Regions from separate parts of the Macaca mulatta genome. Here region 1 is linked to region 2. Evidence: chromatin contacts called from public Micro-C data. All regions are on one chromosome and are shown on one strand. Each heading gives the region's core, a stretch centred on a gene start, on an enhancer-like site or on the middle of the called end of the contact. The rest is flanking DNA. Distances are from core to core; before and after follow the strand shown. Region 1 overlaps SORL1 (sortilin related receptor 1). Region 2 holds the start of SORL1 (sortilin related receptor 1).

What was found. Hi-C and Micro-C count contacts between places; a contact is called where the count stands out from the background.
Region 1: a Micro-C map of CD4 T cells shows a contact between it and region 2, with 4 times the contacts expected there. The contact joins the enhancer-like site here to the promoter of SORL1 in region 2. A contact is called at or near these places in 4 of 14 Hi-C or Micro-C datasets (CD4 T cells, blood, cortical neurons and 1 more).

What each region holds. Positions count from the first base shown.
Region 1 is chr14:122,163,081-122,170,851 of T2T-MMU8v2.0, forward strand. SORL1 (sortilin related receptor 1) reads left to right here. Exons shown (of 48, transcript XM_015115975.3): 5 at 940-1,007; 6 at 7,738-7,771. Among named protein-coding and RNA genes, the nearest start is that of SORL1, 40 kb to the left of the region's middle. Within about 2 kb of position 5,756, at least 5 of the 40 cell types and tissues checked have an H3K27ac peak or open chromatin away from gene starts, as enhancers often do. A contact at or near this core is called in CD4 T cells and cortical neurons, where this site is marked.
Region 2 is chr14:122,123,349-122,131,171 of T2T-MMU8v2.0, forward strand. SORL1 (sortilin related receptor 1) reads left to right here and starts at 3,937. Exons shown (of 48, transcript XM_015115975.3): 1 at 3,937-4,239. The coding sequence starts at 3,955.

The sequences.
Region 1 (7,771 bases), core at 4,506-7,005, 42 kb after region 2:
CCCCGCGGGGCTCTGTACTTAGCTGGTGTCCTCTGCATTCATCTTTAATTACCAGGGTCCATTACTGTTTTTTTCTTCCTTTTTTTTTGTGTGTTAAAATACTCATAATGTACAATTTACTGTCTTGACCCTTTTAAGCATGCAGTTTAGTGATATTGAGTACATTCATATTATTTTGCAGCCATCACCTCCATCCATCTCTAGAACACTTTTCATCTTGCAAGACTGAAACTCTAAAACCATTAAATAATACCTCTCTGCCCCCAGCCCCTGGCAACCACCATTCTACTTTCTGTCTCTATGCTTTTGCCTACTGTAGGTACCTCCTAAGTGGAATTATATACTATTTGTCCCCTTGTGACGGACTTATTTCACTTAGCAGAATGTCCTTAAGATTAATCCATATTGTAGCATGTGTCAGGTTTGTTTTTTTGCTTTTTAAGGCTGAATAATATTCCATTGTATGCACAGACCACATTTTGCTTATTTGCTCATCCCTCATGGACGCTTGGATTGCTTCCACATTTTAGCTGTCGTGAATAATGCTGCTGTCTGTGAAAGGTTTTTAAGGACACTGTTTCTTCGGTGAAAAGTGCTGAGTATAATCATCCTTTTGTTTTTACCATTACCTAGAGGCTAGTCTTGAGTGAAATATAACTTTTGGTAATCCATAAATAGAAGGCAAGTCCTACTCATTTTTCCTTCCAGTTGCTATTGAGGGAAGAACACATATGTACACAGTTGTCTTTCCTTTCTTGCCCTTGTTTGCTTTTGGAGCAACTGAGCTGGCTTTGGCAGTCCCAGTGCCTGCCTTCACAGAGAGCGTGTCATGGAAGGTGGAATTTCAGCGGGTGTTTGATGGTGATGCCATTCAGGTTGTATTATACATGCCTCTCGCATCATATATGCCTCTTGCATCATGACCACTTGTCTTTGCAGCTGTGGAAGTCAGATGACTTTGGCCAGACCTGGATCATGATTCAGGAACATGTCAAGTCCTTTTCTTGGTAAGTTGTGTCATCTAAGCAATCTTGATGTACATGACCTCCTTTCTCCAGTTCTAGCTCCTTCGTGGCGGACAAACCTGCCCTCACCTGAAATGTCAAGCGTTTGTTCAGGAAATACGTTGTTCCAGATCTGAGAATTAGAGCTGCAAGTACAGTGATCTCACTGGGGGAGGGAGTGGGGAAGAGGAGAAAGTAAGGTTATTTATGAGAGGAGTGGTAGAGCTTTTGCATTTTTCAGTCTGTCAGGGAACCCAGGGGAATCTTGAGGCCCTTGCATGTTTGTAGAGTTTCATTTTTAGAGCATCATATTAGAAGTGGGAGTTTTTTCTCTATATAAAATTTATGCATTTCGCTAGGCACAGTGGCTCACGCCTGTAGTCCCAGCACTTTGGGAGGCCGAGGTGGGCAGAGCACCTGAGGTCGGGAGTTCAAGACCTGCCTGTCCAACATGGTCAAACCCTGTCTCTACTGAAAATACAAAAATTAGCCGAGCATGGTGGTATGCACCTATAATCCCAGGTACTCGGGAGGCTGAGCCAAGAAAACCGCTTCAACCTGGGAGGCAGAGGTTGCAGTGAGCCGAGATCACATTGCTACACTTTAGCCTGGGCGATGCAGTAAGACTCTGTCTCAAAAAAACAAAACAAAATTCTTCATTTGTTCATAACATTTTCTTGAATGTCTGTTAAATATAAAACCTACTAGATGCTTAAGGGTATAAGAAGTTGAATAATTTATGGATATAGTTATTAAGGAGAGGTAAGGAAAGACATTTCAGATACATAACACACATTGTGAAAGGGGCACAGAGGTAACAGACATCGCATGAGAAGCTAGAGAGAGGATTTATCCTTCCATATGGGAGGATCATAGACAGCTTTGTAGAGGAGGTTGCCCTTGATCCAGGATGTGCACAACAGGTACGATGTACCTGTGTGGAGGTGTGGAGGATGGGAATTCCAGGCAGAGGAACAAAGTGGCCAAAGGCACAGGGATGAGCCAATATAGTGCTTAGACAGAGAACATGAACTCTTAATATTGGGTGACGTTTTGAAAGGGAAGTTGGTATTAGAATCTGCATTGCTTCATAAAGGAATTTGGGCTCCCTTCTGAAAGCAATGGGATACCACTGTAGGTTTTTGAGAAGAGGAGTGAAATAAACAGGCTGTACTTCAAGAAGTACTTGTTCTAGAACTAGATAGTAATATACTTATTGTAATTTACCATGACAGTGATAAAGTAGTACAGGATCGTGAATTATCTGAATTTGTACGTGTGTAGGCAAACGTGTAGGACAGATTTCTGGGAGTGGGTATGCTGGGTCAGTGGGTTTATCTAACAGCTGTCCGTTTACTCACATGGATGACTGATGGATATTGCAAACTTGACATCTCCCAAATTGACTCTTGATCTTCACCACCCCGAATCAACACCACCCATGATTTTTCTCATTTGCTTAGGCTGAAATCTTTGGTGTCATTGTTGATTTCACATTTGTTTTATGCTTTACATTCATTCTATCAGGAAATCCTATTGGCTCCACCTTCAATATATATCTAGAATCTTCTAGTCAGGTACCACTTTTACTGCAAGCCTCCAGTATCACTGCTCATTAGTCTCCCAACTAGTCTTTCTGCTTTTACTCTTGTTTTTCTACCATTAATTCTCAGCATGTGGTTGGTTTGAGTCTATTCAAACAAATTAGATCATTCTGTTCCTCTGCTTTGAACCCTTAAATGCTTCGTCATTTCTCTCTGATTAAATATCAGATACCTTCTTACCATAGGGAACAGGATGTTTGCAATTGCTGTTTTCTCTGCCTAAAATACTCCCACCCAAGATACACTATACTGTGTACTCCCTTACCTCATTCCAGTCTTTGCTCAAATAATATCTTCTAAATGAAGGCCACCTCATTTATGCCCACCTTAGGATCCTATTTAAAATTGCACCTGGCCAGGCGCGGTGGCTCACGCATGTAATTCCAGCACCTTGGGAGGCCGAGTTGGGTGGAACATTTGAGGTTAAGAGTTCCAGACCAGCCTGGCCAACATGATGAAACCCCGTCTCCACTAAAAACGCAAAAATTTGCTGGGCGTGGTGGCAGGTGCCTGTAGTCCTAGCTACTCAGGAGGCTGAGGCAGGGGAATCGCTTGAACCTGCTAGGTGGAGGTTGAAGTGAGCCGAGATTGCGCCACTGCACTCCAGTCTGGGCAACAGACCAAGATGCTATCTCAATAAATGAATGAATGAATGAATGAATGAATGAATAAAAATAAAATTGCACCTACTCCCCCATTACTCCCAGTCTCCTATACTGTATTCTGTTCTGTTTTGCAGAGCACTTTACCACATTCTAATACACTATTATTATGGTTATTATTTGTCTTTCTCTCTTCAATAGAGTGGAAGCTCCCCAAGGGCAAGGATTTTTGTAAGTTTTGTGCACTGATATATCCCGGTGAATAAATCCTTAAACTTGTAGCTTTGGGAGAGATTGCCAGACTCGCTATAGAAAGTGTCAAGTTTGCCCTCATCTCAACAATATACAATAGTGTCTCCCTCCACAGCCAGTGTGTTAGGGAAGAAATATTATCTCTGTGGTTTTAATTTGCATTTTCCTTATTAAGAGTTAGAACATCTTTTAATCTGCTTAAGGGTCCTTTTTTTTTTTTTTTTTTTTTTTTTTTGAAACAGAGTCTCGCTCTATTGCCCAGGCTGGAGTGCAGTGGTGCGTTCTTGGCTCACTGCAGCCTCCGCCTCCAGGGTTCAAGCAATTATCTGCCTCAGCTTCCCGGGTAGCTGGAATTACAGGTGCCTGCCACCACGCCTGGCTAATTTTATTTATTTTTATTTTATATTTTTTAGTGAGAGTCTCACTTTGTTACCCAGGCTGGAGTGCAGTGACAGTATCATAGCTTACAGCAGCTTCAAACTCCCGGGCTCAAGTGATCCTCCCACCTCAGCCTCTTACGTAGCTAGGACTACAGGCATGTGCAGCCATGCCTAGCTAATTTTTAAATTTTTCTGTAGAAAGGAGATCTCCCTGTGTTTCCCAGGCTGATTGCAAACGCCTGGCCTCAAGCAGTCCTCCCACCTTGGCCTTCCAAAGTGCTGGGATTGTGGTTTATTTATTTATTTGTTTGTTTGTGTAAGTATGACCAGGCTGGAGTGCAGTAGTGTGATCTTGGCTCACAGCAACCTCTGCCTCCCAGATTCAAGCGATTCTCCTGTCTCACTCTCCCGAGAAGCTGGGATTACAGGTGCCCACCACCATGCCTGGCTAATTTTTGTATTTTTAGTAGAGACGAAGTTTCACCATGTTGGCCAGGCTGGTCTCAAACTCCCAACCTCAGGTGATCTGCCCACCTCGGCCTCCCAAAGTGCTGGGATTACAGGTGTGAGCCACTGTGCCTGGCTTCATGCCCCTTTTCTATTTGATTATTAGTATTTTCATTATTGATTTCAAGGAGCTCTTTATGTATTTGAGATTAGCCCTTTGGCTGTAATGTGAGATAGATTGTATGTGTGTGTATTTATATTTCTATCTCCTAGTTTTTCATGTGTTTTTAGATTTTTACTAGTAATTTTAGTCCTCATTACGTGTAATGGTCCCAGAAGATGTAGATACTGCCTTTCTTTTAGTTCTCCATGTAAAGTGAAATGTCTTTTAGTTGGTATTGCTTCCTTAGTAATAGAGGATGATAAAGATGGAGCTGGCATGTTGAGGAGCCTTACAGCTGACCATCGTCAGACACCCATAGATTCTTGTTTATGTTTCCACAGAGGGTAGCTGTTTCTGACCCTTTTGCTATTTTCCTTGAGCAGAAGTTGTGGGATCTTAGTGAAATTATAACCAGTCTCATCCAAGGACACCCTGTGCTCAAGGAAAACCATTAGAACTTTCTTTTGCTTGATTTGAATTTTAAGGGGAAAAATTGTTCTTTTATCTGTTTAAGAAACTATAAGAGGGCAAACCAGCAGAATTACTAGATAAGGGAACATACAATTTAGAAATTTTTAAGTTCTAAAATTATATTGTACCTTCTGCCTCTGTGTAGATATACAGATATCTTGGGAGAAAGGACTGGTTTATCTCATTTAAGCTAATGACATGTCGGTTAGGGGATTTTAGGCTATTTAGGGGATTTTTCCCCTCAGGTTTCCCCATAGTAAGTGAAAGTGTAATCTAGTCTGTCAGAATAATGACATACATTTGTTCAACAATGCTTGGCAAGTTGGGAGCAGCAGGAGTGGGAAAGCTAATAATTTACATGGTCGGGAGCTGGAGATTGGCCGGACAGAATAGTGGAAGACCTGGAGGGGAGCTGAGGGGACTAAAGATACCCTGTGGAGTATCATTGAGGGATTTCAGGTGAGGCCAGGTGAGGCTGGTGACTGCTCAGAGGTAGAGCAAGGAGTGGAATTTCTCAATGAGGGCAAAGACAATAGAAAGTAGGTGTCAGTGAGCGTAAGACACTGGAAGTCTAAGTGATTGCAAAGTATAAGAACTTGTAGGTGGAGCAGCTTGCAGAAATGGGAGGTCCAAATATGGATTACGGAAGAAAATTGGGATGAAAGTCATAGTTCTTTCTATCTCTAGGTGTTGGCTGCTGCTTTTGGCTAGGAAGGAATAATAGAGGTGAGCTGGGTCTCAAAATAGCTCAATAAAGGTTCCTTCCTCTGCCGTTTTAAAAATACCAAGCAGCCTCATTTTAATTTGCATATCCTCTGGCTAGAGGAAGTACTTTAATCAGTACTTCTAATTGTGGAAAAGAAGAGAACATGCCACCACCCGCCCACACATGCACACAGAGGATCTGATAGTGAAGAATAGTTTTCTCCCACACTAGGACCAAGGCTGCTGGTTTCTTCGTTTCCCTAAGAATCCAGATTGTAGGGCAAAACTCAAGTCTTGCTCTCATTGTAAAAAGAAGCTCTTTTTTCTTTGTTTTTTTGAGGCAGGGTGTTGCTCTGTTGCCCAGGCTAGAGTGCAGTGGCACAATCATGACTCACTCAGGCTCGAACTTCCAGGCTTCAATCCACCCACCTCGGCCTCCTGAGTAGCTGGGGCTACAGGTGTGCGCCAATGTGCCTGGCTATTTTTAAATTTATGTTTTATAGAGGTGGAGTCTCACTATGTTGCCCAGGCTGGTCCCGAACTCTTGGGTTCAAATGGTCTCCCTCCCTACCCTGGCCTCAGCCTCCCAAAGTGTTGGGATTACAGGTGTGACCCACTGAACCTGGCAAAAGAGGCTCTTGTTTCTCTGTTTCTTATCTTCCTTTGTGGGAGGGGTAGGGGAGAATATGCTCTTGAATATGTATCTCTGAAGGAATTTTAACACAATTACCTTCGTTATTCTGAGAGCCATCATGCATATGGAACTGTATAAGGGCAATTACCTAACTGAGGCCTTCTGCCTTTCCTTGAGTCATCACTCTGTATTCTTACTACAAGACTATCTTCCCGACTTTTCCATTTATTTTTTCCATTTGCTGAATGGTTCCCATGGCCTTGGTGTTCTTGAGAATGTTAGGAGACCTGGAGCAGATGAGTTGTCCTCTGAGCTACTGTGTGGGGCTTCTTTGGGGAACACTGGCTCAGAAGTTCTTCTCCAAGGTAGTTTGGCCTGGTCATTCTATGTTTTCGTTTTGGATTAGCTTCTCGAATTGCCCCACAGATCCAATGCAGAAAGCGTCTCTTCAGCTAGGAATACTATAGGGTGAAAAGAAATCCAAGACATGGTTTTCCAAGGCATCTATACTATGTCTAGGAAGCTCAGACAAATACATAATGGTGAACAATAAAATACAGTGTCTAAGAGGCATTACTGCGTAAAGGAATAAGACTGATTCTAAAAAATGGCCCAACTACAGGGGTTTTGTACCTTTGTCTGGAGTTCAAACTCATGTGAAAGGCTTGGAATTGGGTGCTGCGGAGCGATGTTTTGCTAGTGTTGGGAGAAGAGAGGACAGCACTGAGGAAGGCTTCCTGGAAGATGAAGACTGGAACTGGATGACAGAGGAGAGTAGGAATTGGATGGAGGGATCAGAGTGTGTGCGGAGAGCATCTCTTCGTGGGAGTGTGGTGTTCGCAAAAGCAGAGGGAGAAAGGCGTCCTCCCTTTCTGAAGGACATCAAGGAGATCAGTATGTGCGAGAAAGAGTTTGTGGAAGAGCCTCATGGGAGACGAAATGCACAGGCAGCTCCAGATTGCCTAGATCCGTGACATTGGCAGGGGACAGGGCAGAGACAGGGCAGCGTCCCTTGGAAGGATCAGGCTCAGAGGTTCATAGTGTGGTTTCTCCAGTAATGTTCTTCAGAGGATGTAGCAGCTTGGGAAAACTCTCCTTCGTTCCTCTGAGATGCGTAACTTGAGACCAGAAACTTGCTTATAGCTTCAAGCAGTCCCTTGCTTATTAATTTTGAAAAATTTTATCTTGTACTATTACTTTTTGCCCTTCCCAAGCAGGGCAGGGTTGCCTTGAGCGAAACCCAGGATGCTTTGAAAACAACATAAAACACTTTACAAATGGCAGTTTTGTCCCCTCTATCCTGAGTCAAGGAGTAACCAAAGGGATATGTTTGAGGCACGCAGAGTATCATCTGTAGGTCACACCATGGTAGGCCTAAATTCTAGTTGATTTTCCTCATTGCAAAGCCTCCATACCTCTAGTAATTAAATGTGCAAATGATAACCTTTTTTTTTTTTTTTTTTTTTTTCTGCCAGGGGAATTGATCCCTATGACAAACCAAATACCATC
Region 2 (7,823 bases), core at 2,687-5,186:
CATGTGCCAAGAGTAAGCTGGGCACTGGGCATATAGACATGAATGAGATAGACTGGTTTTGCCATTCTGCTGCTTGTAGATTAAGAGGAAGATGGAGATTAAGCAAGTGACCAGAGAGGAAGTATCAAAGGCTACAGGGGACTAGAGCCTTGGGGTGAGGGCTATAACCTAGCCTAGGTGCCTAAGGAGGCTGCTCTGAAACCTGAAGGATGTATAGAAGTTGGCCAGCCAGGAGGTGAGCATGTGAGAAGGCCACAGGATGAGAAAGAACAGAAAGAAGTCAAATTAGGCTTTGGGGAGTTTCTTCCTCTTCGTGGCTGTCCTTGCTGCTATTTTAAACGGGACTCCATCTGGATAAAAATGTGGGACACTGTAACCTCTGTGTGTTTGTCCTCTACCTCCATCTCCAGTGGCCTGGGATGGGCAGAAAGACAGAGGAGGGCAGTTTAAAGTCTGACAACAGGCTTAAGACTGTTTCATACACAGCTGTGAGTCTATCATGACATTTCCATGCATGTTTTCATCATGATGCTGGGCAGCATCCGAGCAAGGCCATGCAAGCTGGGACAGAGGGCGATGGGGTACTGCCTTCCATCCTGCACTCCAACTTTGTTGTTACTTCAGAGGGATGGAGGAAGTGGTAGCTTGTTTACAACCCAGAGCTGGTTTTGAAGCTGAGAGGAACGCCTCACTCATATTGCACAATTCAGCTCTAACTCCTGTCCTGGGTGACCTTGTCTGTGACTGCTCCTATCTCATGACCCAGTTTGGGAGTGGTCAGGGCTGAAAGGTGTCTTTTCATTTAACTTATGAAGAAATCAATGTCCAGAGAGGCAAGATGATCAAGACAAAAAAAAAAAAAAATCATATAATAATTTGGTTGCAAAGCCAGGACTAGAATCTATGTCTCTAATGCCACCTGCATGCACTATTTCTCTCTGGAGGCCTTCACACAAATTTGCACAGGTATTTCATATACTTACCTCATCTGATACTCTCAGCAGTCCTGTGAGATTTGTAGGGATTAAGATCCCTATTTTACAGATGAGAAAACTGAAGCTCTGAGGAGGTTTGGCCAAGTCCCCATAGCTAGAAAGTCAACCTTCTGACCTGAAATTCAGCATGTCTTCCACTGTGCCCTGTAGTTGTGCAGCAGGCACAGTCTTGGGGGGTTGCTGATTATCCACCTGAGGATGGTTTGGAATGTAGATAATGATTAGATAGGAGGGCTTGCAAGGAGTACATTAACCATGTTTGAATATTCTTACCAATTCTCCAGCATCCAAGTTGCAAATCAACATCAAAATGAGCAAGTAGCTGGCCCTGCCCTACTAGTCCTTCTCTGCAAGGGGCCATCTGAACCTTAAGCCAGCAGTTTGTGTGGGCAAACAGATCCCCATCTTCAAATCCACACTTAGGAGACTCCTGTCTCTGTTTTCTGCTGGGACTCTGACACTTGCTCTTGTAGAGAAGGTTCTCGTTAAATATATGTTGGAAAACCCCCAATAATTGACTCATCTACAGGATGTTCTCACTTTAGCCATATTCCCTTCGTTTTCCTTTGAGGGCTAAATGGGAGTAGAGGTACCTTTGCTGCTGGTCTTGAGAGACCATGGGGTTGTCTATTCCTGGTAAGGTGATGCTGACCAGACAGAGCTGATCTAGATGAGGGGTGGGAGGTGACAGTGGTTCAGTGGCTTTCTTGGAGGATGCATGATTGTTTGAATTACTATTTTTAATTGACATATATTTGTGTATAATAAATATATATGTTAGGGCCGGGCGCGGTGGCTCAAGCCTGTAATCCCAGCACTTTGGGAGGCCGAGGCGGGCGGATCACAAGGTCAGGAGATCGAGACCGCAGTGAAACCCCGTCTCTACTAAAAATACAAAAAATTAGCCGGGCGCGGTGGCGGGCGCCTGTAGTCCTAGCTACTCAGGAGGCTGAGGCAGGAGAATGGCGTGAACCCAGGAGGCGGAGCTTGCAGTGAGCCGAGATCGCGCCACTGTACTCCAGCCTGGGCAACAGCGTGAGACTCCGTCTCAAAAAAAAAAAAAAAAAAAAAATATATATATATATATATATATATATATATGTTATATATATATGAGTTAGAGCTGAATTGCACAATATGAGCAAGGCGTTCCTCTCAGCTTCAAAACCAGCTCTGGGTTGTAAACAAGCTACCACTTCCTCCATCCCTCTGAAACACCATCAAAGTTGGGGTGCAGGATGAAGGCACCCCAATAATATCACACTGGGCACAGTGTGATATTTTGATACCTGTATACGATGTATAATGAACAAAGCACGGTAGTTTACATAGAGAATGCATGATTTGCTTGGTGGGGAGAACTGGGTGGTTCTGTAATTATGTTGAGATGGACAGAAAGACATCATCTGACTTGGGGAGAAAATCGGGTGTGGGAGGAGGTGGGAGAGTGCAGAATCTGAGGCAGAGGTCTCCAGCAAGTCTGGCATGGGGTAGGGTGGGCTGGTTGAATGCTGGCTTCAGGGAGATGAGGCAAGCTGGCCTGCCTCTGGCAGGTTGTCAGTGGTAGTCCTGGGTAGAGGAGGGGGCTTTGGTAAGCTGACTGAAAAGCACTAGAGTGGGCGGGCGTAGGAATCAGGCTACCGTGGCTTGTTGGAGATGAGGAACATTGTTGGAAAACTGAACTGACCATCCCGTCCTTCCCCTGAACAGCAGCTTGTATGCAACTATAGGGGTAGTCTCCCTTTCAGCCCTGCTTGCTGTGTCTTTATTCTTATCAAAAACCAGGATCTGAGTCCAGAGGGCAGTGAAACATAAAATGAAATAGGAAAGGTTGCAGTAGTACATAGACCTCGGCTGCTCCCACTAACCTGCAAAAAAAATATTTTCCTTGGGCGTACCTTAGCAGTTCCATGGCAGAAGTTTTATCTCCTGAGGTTCACAGAGTTTGGCTCTTCAAGCTGAATGTAGGGTTAATCTAAAGTGTGTCCTCCCTCCTCTGTGGGTGTTTGCCTAGCTCCTGGCTGTGGGTTGAAGGGACTGGTAAATGTGTCTATTTTACTGCTGAGGCAGGGTGGCTCAGTGCTTGGTCACCTTGGAGGGATCATAAGCAAGCCGCCGCTGGGGCCCTGTGCCACGCACAGGTATTCATGCATGCGTGCAAGCACACCCTGTATAGCTGTGTAATAATTGTCCAGGTGTGGTGCATTCTTTGTCAGATGTACCCTTGGTTTTACTGCCTCTGTGCAGAATGTTTATTTGCTGTGCTTCAGGCGGGGGCACGTAGCTTGATAAAGGGTGGTTTTTGCTGTGGCCCCTGCAAATACGTTTTGGTGGCCAGAGTAGATGAAAAACTGAGTTTCCCACTGGAGCGGGTTCATCTGGACTCTGACTTGTTGGTTGCGTTCTAGGAGCTAATTCTGTGGCTCTGGGCTCTCCCATGGAGGTGGGGATGAGGCCGGGGCCGGGGGGAGGTGGTCTTGTGACGGGACTGAGGGCTGTGCACTCAGAAAAGTGGCCACAGTTTAGGACGACCTCGACACGACCCTGTATAGGAGGCAATTAACTCCAGAGAAAACGAGCGAGCCCCGCGCAACTCTTCATTCCAGCAGGGAGAACAAGGAGGTGTGCCCGCCAGGGAAGGGGACGCACCCTCCTCGGCGCTTGCTGCCTTAACTTCCCCATCCCCGCGCCAGGGAGGGGCCGGAGTCGCCGCCGAGGCCGCCGAGCACAGAAAGTGCGTTAAGGGGACGCGCTGCGAGCCTCACACGTGACGGCGCCGCGCCGAACCGAGCGGGACCTGGCGCCAGCGGCGGCGGGCGCAGCGGGGTGGCCCGGAGCGGCGCGGGCGGCCTGGAGCCCCGGGAGCGGCGCGCGCGGCCCCGGCCCAGCGGCTCTCCTGGCCTCGCGCTGCACATTCTCTCCTGGCGGCGGCGCCACCTGCAGTAGCGTTCGCCCGAACATGGCGACACGGAGCAGCAGGAGGGAGTCGCGACTCCCGTTCCTATTCACCCTGGTCGCGCTGCTGCCGCCCGGAGCTCTCTGCGAAGTCTGGACGCAGAGGCTGCACGGCGGCCGCACGCCCTTGCCCCAGGACCGGGGCTTCCTCGTGGTGCAGGGCGACCCGCGCGAGCTGCGGCTGTGGGCGCGCGGGGATGCCAGGGGGGCGAGCCGCGCGGACGAGAAGCCGCTCCGGAGGAAACGGAGCGCTGCCCTGCAGCCCGAGCCCATCAAGGTGTACGGACAGGTGAGCAGTTTTGCAACCCGCCTCCCTCCAGTTTTTTCCTCTCCCTGCACTTCCTCACCCCTGCATCCATCCGTTGCAGTCGCTTCCTAGGTGCAGGCACCACTGGGGACTTCCCGGCTTGCATTTGTTTTTTTCCTTCACGAGTACAACCGTCAGCACTTGAATCGCATTGATCTTTCCTTCTTCCTGTCGATTTAGTAAACGTATTCCAGGTACCTTGCCGGGTGCAGTGCGTATTACCCCAGGGTGTGTGCAGAACGCTGTAGTTTCCGGCAGGTATAGGAGGGGTGCAGCTTCATTTTACATCTGGATAAAAAACGGGCTTTCTTTAGTGTACCATCAGTTGGCAGTGGAGGCGAGCACCCTGCAGTTGCGGTACACTTACACAGAACAGCACGAGGTGGGGGTTTCCACACTTAGCATTATTAGCACAATAAGGTGGGCGAACCTGAAAGCTTGTCGACTATCTCTGTACAGTCAGACAAGAGGTGTGTGTGCGTGTATAAGGGCTGAATTTTTAATTTCTGATTTTTGCCTAGGGTATGAGATGCTCTCCATTCCTTCTTCCCACCCTTCAAGATACTGACTCTCCTACCCCCTTCAAGATAACTTTATTTTGGAGAGGCATACCCCTCATGGCACTTGGAGATTTGAAATGACTGCAGGAAATTTGGTGGGCATTATTATTTTATAAGTGATTTATTTCTATCCAGGCAATGGGTTTATTAGATCATAAGTAACGTGAATTTCACTTTTATGGTCAGACTTACTGCGAGGAATTGCAGATGGAGTTTGTAGGTTAGGATCAGCACTGGCAAAATTAATTTGACCGTGTTATTGCCTCATGAGATTCCCAGTTCTGCAGTTAAGATTGACATCAGCAAAAGTATAAAGTCGGGAGGGGAGAAAAAGTAGGACCAGAGGAGGTGGTAAATACACTTGTTTTCTAGAGTCAAATTGTTTCTTTTAAAGTAGAAATTATTAATAAAAGATTACCCTGAGTTCTGCCTTTTCTCACTAATTTCACTTTAGCCATTTCTTCAGGAAATATATAGAGTTAAATGTTCAACCCTGGGATCCAGGACGAACCTTATAAACATATCACCCTATTGTGTCATTTTGTTGGTGAAGAAACTGAAGCATGGAACGGTGAAGTGACTAGTCCAAGGTCATACCGGGAAGGTGGCCTGCTCTCTAGTTTTTGTCTGCATTGTCTCAGTGACCTTTGCTTGATTGCAGTCACCCTGTCTTTATGCAGTGCTGCTTAAATACCTCTTTCCTGAAATAAAATAGATCTGGTATAAAGGGGGAAAGGATGGTGGGGACTGGGTGGGTGCATTAGACTTCCCTCCACTATTGGCCCTGGGCAAGAATGTGTGCCACAGGCTGCAGGAACCTGCGTGCTCAGTTCCTCTTGGGCCCAGATCCTTGTCCCCCGTCCCCACCCCATATGACAAATATATGTATTAACAAAAAGAAGTCATCAAGGTCCTTGCTCTCAACAGCGACAACAGCATGGGGCTGATGGAGGGTGGGAGGAGGAGGAGGAGTGGCCTGCTTGTTCATTGGGCCTCCCCAGTCAGCCCAGCTCTGCTGTGCTCTTGAATCAGCATTCTGGGAACTGGGAGTTGGGGGCTGGTGGGAGGCAATCCCTCCCAGTGCTCAGGTCCCCTGAAGCTGTAGTTTAGGTTGAGGAAAAAGCTTTCTGGTTTCAAAAATATGCGTACAGGTGCCATTTCTTTCTTGGGTTTGGTTTGTGAAAAGCTCCAGGGGATGTGGGGCAAGTTGGACATGAACTCTGTTCTCATTGGGAGTGACTTCCAAACCCTGGGCTTTTGAGTTTCTGGGCCAGCCAGATTGAGTTTGGTTCAGCTGAAGGATGGAGAAGTAGCAGTCGAGCTCATAATGAGGAATTCCTAACCAGAGGGTGAGGATGCAAGGGTGAGATTTTTCTTTTCTGTGGCTGCCTTCCTATGCCATTGTTGCCTCTTGCTCTGAGGTTAATAAGAAGTGGAATTAATTGGAATCTGTAAGGATTTGAGTCAGATAAAAGGAAGAACTTCCCCGTACTGGGCTTTCTGCCACAAGTTCTGTCTGGTGCAGACACTTCAGAGTGCAAGCACAGGTTGGTGACTGAAGGGATTTGAGGTGCCCTTCTTGGAACCCTGGAGTAACTGACATCTACTTGGAATGATCTTTCTAGCAAGGATGACCATTGCCTCTGTGTTTCCCTGGGGCAGACCTGGTTTCTAAGTTGTCTCTGGTGGTTATGAATAGCACCCCCTTCACTCTCAAAAGTGTCAAGATGTGACAATAAGTTATATGGTCCTACTTTTAGCCCTAAGCCAAGTTCCACTTTATACTCACCGCTTTCCCCTTCAACTTAGGTTTAAACCTAAGGAATGGTGATGTTTTCCAACAGTACTGCTTGACTTGAATGTGGGTCTATGGAGGTGCAGTGGGGTGGGGAATAGAATTTCATTCCTGCTTTTAGGAAATGTACAATTTAAGGAGGAGAACAAGCAGATGCAGACACAGGCATGTCAGTGTACCAGGACGGGAACCAGGAAACATGGTCACAAGAAACCAGCCACAACTCTACAATGGTGTGATAACGGGCTGTGACATGCAGCGCATGGGAGATGGAGCGATAGGGGATGGTGGGCTCAGACACTGTCCAGCTTCTTGCCCTCTGACCTTTGAGTGAGGTTAAGAGGACACTGGCAGTACAGAGCAGGGCTGGAAGCAGAGGCTGCCTGAAGGAAGCAGGCCTAGAGGCAATGTTAAGGCCACCAGCTTCAGGGGGAAGAGAAGGGAAGGCTTTCTCAGGGGAATACTTGCATCTGAGAAAGAGCCATGTGCTGGAGTCAAAGTCGGTCCTTTTTCCTCTGCTTTGCTAACCTCTTGGGTAAACTAGGCTTGGTTATTTTGACCATTTTCCTCCTCAGTTTCTCTAGGGTGGGGAGATTGGCTTCTGCCATGATTAGTTAAAGGCACATTTATGAACTGAAATGTGGTTGTAGTGGTGAAAATAATTTGCTGGCAGATATCAGGACTTTTCTGCCCATGTTCAAGGCTCACGCCTGTAATCCCAGCACTGTGGGAGGCCGAGGCGGGTGGATCACCTGAGATCAGGAGTTCGAGACCAGCCTGGCCAACATGGGGAAACCCCGTCTCTACTAAAATTACAAAAATTCACCGGGCGCGGTGGCGGGCACCTGTAGTCCTGGCTACTCAAGAAGCTGAGGCAGGAGAATCGCTTGAACCTGGGAGGCGGAGGTTGCAGTGAGCCGAGATCATGCCATTGCACTCCAGCCTGGGCGACAGAGCGAGACTCCATCAAAAAAAAAAAAAAAAAAGGCAAAGTTTAGAAGTTGAGCCCTTCTTAAAAAGGCCAAGTCCAAGAAGAGAAATTCCCTGATTTATGCCACACTGAATTTCCTCCTGATTTCAAGTAAGCTCTGTCTCTCTGTACCATCATGCCTGCTTTTTCCTCTGCCTGAAATGGTCTTCCCCGACTCTCGTCCTTGCCTGGAAAGCGCTTATTCCATTCTTTAACATCCAAGGAATACCTCTTGGTATTC